Regions from separate parts of the Mus musculus genome. Here region 2 is linked to region 1. The links are chromatin contacts, called in public Hi-C maps. All regions are on one chromosome and are shown on one strand. The core of a region is the stretch at or near the end of the contact, and the rest is flanking DNA. Distances in the headings are between cores, read along the strand shown. Region 1 overlaps Slit1 (slit guidance ligand 1). Region 2 holds the start of Slit1 (slit guidance ligand 1).

Region 1 (2,988 bases), core at 234-2,733:
TGTAGAAACCCCTCCCTCCCCAGTCCGTACTTCCATCTACCCCTGTGGGCCTTCCACCTAAAGACAGCCTTTACTTTCCCGTGGCCACCCCTGGCCAGAGGAGCCGTTTGATGTCCTTTATAAAGCCTACCAACAGCTCTTATCAGTCTCTTATCCCAACATAGGCTGCCTGGAGAAGCTAATTCAAACCCATTCCACAGGGAACCAGAGGGTTTGGGGGGCCTGAGAGGATGTAACCGAGACCTTGCAGAAGGTCTGCCATGCTACCATGGACCAGCAGTTCCAGACATGCCAGTCCACGCTTCTGCCAACCATGATGGGTAGTCAATGCTGTATGCACCAGCTTACCTAAGTACTGTTATCACCCTGCCAGGAACCAGGTGCAATTGAGAGAGTCTGCCCTCTGGGAGATGTGACTTTTCCCAAGTCCTCAAATTCTCCAAGGGGTAGGGGGACAGAGGGAGAGCAGCCTTTCCAAGCGCGGAGTTTCTCGGGAGTCTCTCCTGTTCCATCTAAAACATGCTAGCCAATTTGTCACCACGTACTGTAACTTCCTGTTCCTCTCCAATGCGCAGTGTGTGAAGCAGGAACCACTGGCATCTTTAGATTCTGGGTGAGCACACTGAGGCAAAAAAGAGGGTAGGAAACGTGCTCGAGGTTGTACCATCTTGCAAATGGCAGAGCTGGGACCAGGACCCAGCACGGTCTCTTGCACATGCCTTTAATTGCCACATAAGACCGTATGGGAAGCTGTTTCTAATCATGTTTCTGTCCACCTTCCTCCAACTCTCAGGTTCCGGTGAAGCTCAAGGACTTGGCTTCAGTTAGCTCCGTGGCCGCAGGCTGCTTCCTCAGGCCTTAGACTGTCAAACTTGTTTCCCTCCAAGTTCGGGCTCCTGGCGCTATCAACTTAGGTGTCACTTTGCCAGCCTCAGCACCATGAACCCTGAAAGTGCAGGTGAGTCCAGTTTCCAGGCAAAACTGGTGAGGCTCTCTAGCAGCTTGGTTCCTGATCCCCCCCAACACCCCCCCCCCGCGCTGCTCAATATGATAAAAGCATTTTAATGTTGGAGACACTGCTTCTCCAGACACCACCACAGCTTCCACCCCTGTGAGTCCTCAGGGTCCTGTGAGCTTCAGGCCAGAGCTACACCATGACAGGCACCCCCTGTCATCATCTCACAGCTGAGCCAAGCTCCACTCTGACTCCATGCACATTAGTAACTCAATGGGCAGCCATTCATACCCACGATTTTCTGCTCCTCATTCGTCCCTGAAGCCTAAACTATGACTCACCAGACTCTAAAACATCCATGTCAATGTCCCTCATTGCATTTCCAAGCCCACATCCTCCCAGCCCCCAGCCCCCACCCCCCACCCCTGTTCATCATGGTACCTCCCACCACCTCCTGGATGCCCCTCGCCTCTAAGCCTGCCAGCGCCATCTGCCTGAGCACACTGGGAGTCCTGTGTCTCTGAGATGCTGAGCTCTGTTAAGCTGCCCAAGCCTCCAGCACCAGCTGGACCAGCACGCTCAGTTCCTCACCCACCCCCTTCCCGGCCTAAATTAAGATCTCCAGAGAACAGCCAGCTGCCTCGCAGAAGGAAGCAGATGAAAAGAGTGTCTTTGCTGGGCACAAAATGAGTCACCCTGTCTGCCTCCAGGACAGGTCCCTCAAGAGCTCAGAGGAGGAGCAAAGATAACCCACACAGCTCTGGGGTCAGAAAGTAAGTCCCATCGAGCCTGGAAATGGGTTGGACATGCACCATCACCTCCAAGAGCCACAGGGCAGAAGCCACCCCATGCCCAGCACAGATCAACAGGTACACAGTGTATACACAACCAGTGTAGGGACAGTGCTCAACCCATAGAAAGGAAGAGAGCTCTGACACATGTTACATACAGTGAGTGGCCCTGGAGAGGGTTGTGTGAAGGGGAGGAGGGAGGGGGAGGAGGGAGGGGAGGAAGGAAGGGATAGGAGGGATGAGGAGGAGGGAGGGGAAGAAGGAATGGATAGGAGAGAGGGGGAGGAGGGAGGGGAGAAGGGAGAGGGAGAAAGGGAGGAGGAGGGAGGGGAGGAGAGAGGGGGAATAGGGAGGGTGGGGGAGGGGAGGGACACTACTTGATTCCATTCATCTGTGGTCCCCAAAGTAGTCAGTTTACAGACAGCTGTTGCCAGGGGTGGAGGAAGGGAGGGTGGGGAGTTACTGCTTGATGGGTTGTGAAGTTCCAGTTTTATGAAGTGAAAATATTGTAGAGCTCTGTGGTGTAACAGTGTGAAGACACTCACCACTGCAGCTCTGTGCATTTTAAATGGCTCAGTCGGTAAAGTTTATTATACGTTATCACGATATAAAAATTCTAAAACGTAGTAAGAGAGGAGAGGGGGCTATTTTGCAAACCGTGGCATGGGTCTAGAAGCTCAGAGTCTTACTTGGTAGGCACTGTGCTGGAGGCTGAGAAGGAAGGCCCTATGCACTTCCTGGTCCAGCTAAAATGTGACCCCCAGCACCAGCCCAGGTTCTCTGAACCCCTCCCTTGAGGCTCAGCCCCCTGATGGCTCTGATCTGCCATCATCCTTGTTATAGTCAAATTAAAGGATTTTTTTTTTAAACTCTGACTGTGCCCTTAGGCTGCCTAACTGTGGAGCACCCTAGGGAGTGATTGAATTCTTCCTGGAGTCTCATTACCATGTGTCTAGAACACCTTCAACCCTAGCCTCCATTAGCCATCCTGAATTTTGGTCAGATCCAGGCTTCTGGTGCCCAGATATTGGGATGGCCTCACTTCCTGTTTCCTAAGAGGTGTGTTTGCTCTACTCCAGGGGCAGGGCCATTAGCCAGCCCCATCCCGTGCCCCTCAGCCCACCAGCCCCCGCCTACCTCCTCCCTCATCCCCTAGGTCCACACAGTCATTGGGAACCAGAACTGTGTGACAAATGACAGAGGAGGTCCTGGGGATACCATCTCATTCTACAGCCATTATTG
Region 2 (2,988 bases), core at 249-2,748, 46 kb after region 1:
CATTTGGCAGGAAAAGAGAAAATGTATCACACACGCTCCACCGTGCTCATGAGGCAGGTCTGGAAAGGGTGGAGTTACCTCAAAATCCAGAAGTACAAGAGAACAAGAGGGAAGGAAGGGTGGTTTTTATGACTTGTCACTGTCAATGTCTCCAACCTTATGTCCCAGTCCGAGCTCCTGGCCTCTAGTATCATCCCTGAGCTCGCAGTCCAGGACTCCTCTCACCCTGTAAGGGTTCCGATGTCATATTCCCCAAAACCCAAACCAAAGGCCCTCGGGTCCCATTGTCTGTCTGCCTGGGCTCAGGATGAAGACTGAAGGAGAGGGTAGGTTGCTTACACCTTCAAGGGAAGACTTATCCAGGCTCTGGGACCAAACAATGGGTAGAATAGGTGCTCAGAAACTTCTGGTCCGTGGCAGCGAGCCCTCAGAGCCCAAATCCACCTGCCCACTCAGAACCCAGCAAACCCCATGTGTCCAAAAGGAGACACCGTGCCTGGAGTCTGTGGGAAGCTGTTCTCCTAGGTGCCAGGAAGGCTCCAGGTACCCTAGAGGAATAAAGTGCTGTACAGTGGGAAGGACCTGTCACAGCGGAGAGCAGAGATCGCAAGGGGCAGGTGTGAGGAAGGGCTGAGGATGCTTCCAGGGCCCTTTGAATCTGGCACCTGCAAATGCGCTCCTGGTTTCTGGTTTCCTAAAAACCTACCAAGGCACTGACTCCTCTACTGGCGACGGAGCCCAACGGTCTAGCGCCCCCCACCCGATTCCGGTCCCTCTGATCCGTCAGGGTGGGAGAGCAACCAGGGGTCGAGGGGGTGGAGGGACTCCCAGTGGACGGGCGGATCCGTACTCACAGGCGCTCGGTGTTCCGTGGGATGTTCTTGGGGATGGCCTGCAAACCCGTGCCGTGGCAGTCCACCGTAGTGCCGGTGCAGGTGCAGAGGGCGGGGCACGCCGTGGCCCCCAGGCGCCACGCGGCTGCCCACAGCAGCAGCCACAGCTCCGGTCGGCTCAACCCCGAAGAGGACCCGCGCTGGGGCGTTAGCGCCATGGTGCCTTCGCCGTGTCCCGTTCGCGTGCCAGACGGCCGCAGCCGCTGACCATCCCCGTCCGGGGCTAGCTCCAGGTGCTATCCCCACCGAAGGACCGAAGAGCCGGTGGAATCGTGCGATGCGCCCTTGCGGATCGAGTGGTACCTAGATGCTCCCAGCGACAGCGTCTGTGCGTAGACCCAGGAAAGGCGTCTTAAGCGGAGGGCGCTCAGCTCCTCTCCCAGTGCTCGCTGCCGGCGTCTCCCTCTCCCTCCAGCTCCCAACTGACTGCTGTGAGGAGGAAAATGGGCAGGCCCCGCGCGCGCGCACACACACACACCTCGCGCGCGCGCGCACACACACACACACACATACACACTCACACCCGCACGCTCGCTCACACCCGGCAGTCATCCATCAATCGAAAAGCACACTTCCAGGGCCAGACTCCTTCCCGCCCTCCCCCCCAAGCACGGACCACCGCCCGCCTCCTCCCCACCACTTCTCTGCTGCTACAGAGGTCCAGCCGCTGGCATACAGTTTCAAAGGTGCAACCTCCCAGGCGCCAAGGGCTGCGGGGGCCCGGGGAAGGGGGCTTACAGACTGGACCTGCTCTGTAAGCTACACACACACACACACACACACACACACACACTGCAATGATGTGTACATTTAGACCAGTCACTTCAGTACCCTCAGCTACTAGGGCAGAGGAGCAAAAAGATTTTTTTTCCCTACACCTTCCCTTCCCTGGGACCACAGACTTCCCCAATGGCTGAAGAGGTCACCGGGCCCCACCAACTTCCTTTGTCAACTGTTGGTGAGGCTTCTTGTACCAGATGGCCTCTCCAAGCTGTCTTTCCTTGCCCAGCCTGGGACCTTGAGGGAAGAGACTTGAGAGAATATAAAAGCCTCAGGCCAGGTTAGTCTTCTCCCTCAACACATACTCTCCCTAAAGGCAGAACCCAACCTCTTCCGGGAACAGAAGCCAGCCAGCTGGGATGACAGGAGTCCTGACAGGACTTTGTAAGTCCGGAGGGGAGGTGTTTTCTACACAAGCCTCTCTACTGGTATACCAATAGGAAGCCACCTTGGAAATCCAGCAACTAGCCTCTCCACATCTGGCAGGTGGAAACAGAAGAAAAGGAATATTTGGTCCTCTCAAAAGGCCAGAGTGGAGAGAACACAGAACCTGTTTAGAAGAAAAAAACACCACCCAGTCAACTGGTACCTGAATAGGACCTCGGGCCTCACAGCCCCATGGGCAAGGAATTTTCTTATTCTGACAGAGTTGGGGATGTGGGTGTGAATAGGAAATCCAGTGAGGGACAGAATTCCCTCCAACCCCAGAAAAGAAAGCACCTCCCCCAAAACGGACAGCTGTGGCTCTCTGGGTCTCTAAAGAGCTGAGCTCCGGATGTGAGGGAGATCTGGCTGAGACATCTGTCATCCCATTGATCAACAGGGTTGATCTGGTGATCTGAGTGTCACTGTGGGTGTCCCCTTCCTCCTATTCCACACCATGTGCATCCCTTCCAAAGCTTTGCACTCAAAGAGAAGGACTTCCCCCCCCCCCCCCCCCCCCCCGATAAAGATGGCTCTGTCGAGCATTCCTCTGTTGGAAACTCCACGCAAGCTTTGGAGTTCGTGTTGAGCTGAGCTCCGGGAGTCAGGGCCCTATGTGCAGATAACAACTGGGCATCAGAAGTAGCTCAGATGGTCAAGAGTCAAAAGCCCCCCTAGTGGAGCTACTGCAGGGTCCCCCTTCTTGGGGGGAGGGGGGAGCAGAACCTAAGCCCAGCAATGACGGCAGTTTGTCACAGTGGTGAGATACTGAAGTCACCACACGATTAGAGGCGTGGGACTCACCTGGAACCATTGGATGCTTGGTTGTTTTCCCTCTGGATCAGACTCTTCCAGTTACTTTACCATATACTGCATAAGGCCCTGTGGTCAG

Evidence for each region. Hi-C and Micro-C count contacts between places; a contact is called where the count stands out from the background.
Region 2: a Hi-C map of cerebral cortex shows a contact between it and region 1, with 1.9 times the contacts expected there. The contact joins the promoter of Slit1 here to the enhancer-like site in region 1. A contact is called at or near these places in 16 of 39 promoter capture datasets (the 3T3-L1 cell line, 3T3-L1-derived adipocytes, cranial neural crest and 9 more), 18 of 484 Hi-C or Micro-C datasets (the HPC-7 cell line, the N1E-115 cell line, adipose-derived mesenchymal stem cells and 12 more), 11 of 115 datasets of contacts at active chromatin or transcription factors (embryonic fibroblasts, embryonic forebrain, embryonic hindbrain and 7 more) and 3 of 9 other capture datasets (adipose tissue, liver and macrophages).

The regions. Positions count from the first base shown.
Region 1 is chr19:41,696,093-41,699,080 of GRCm38.p6, forward strand. All of the region lies in intron 4 of Slit1 (slit guidance ligand 1), which reads right to left. It overlaps Gm34116 (a long non-coding RNA gene), which reads left to right. Exons shown (of 5, transcript XR_003952937.1): 3 at 794-958; 4 at 1,671-1,824. Among named protein-coding and RNA genes, the nearest start is that of Gm34116, 6.5 kb to the left of the region's middle. Within about 2 kb of position 1,484, at least 48 of the 459 cell types and tissues checked have an H3K27ac peak or open chromatin away from gene starts, as enhancers often do. A contact at or near this core is called in the N1E-115 cell line, adipose-derived mesenchymal stem cells, cerebral cortex and 4 more, where this site is marked.
Region 2 is chr19:41,742,358-41,745,345 of GRCm38.p6, forward strand. Slit1 (slit guidance ligand 1) reads right to left here and starts at 1,499. Exons shown (of 37, transcript NM_015748.3): 1 at 855-1,499. The coding sequence starts at 1,051.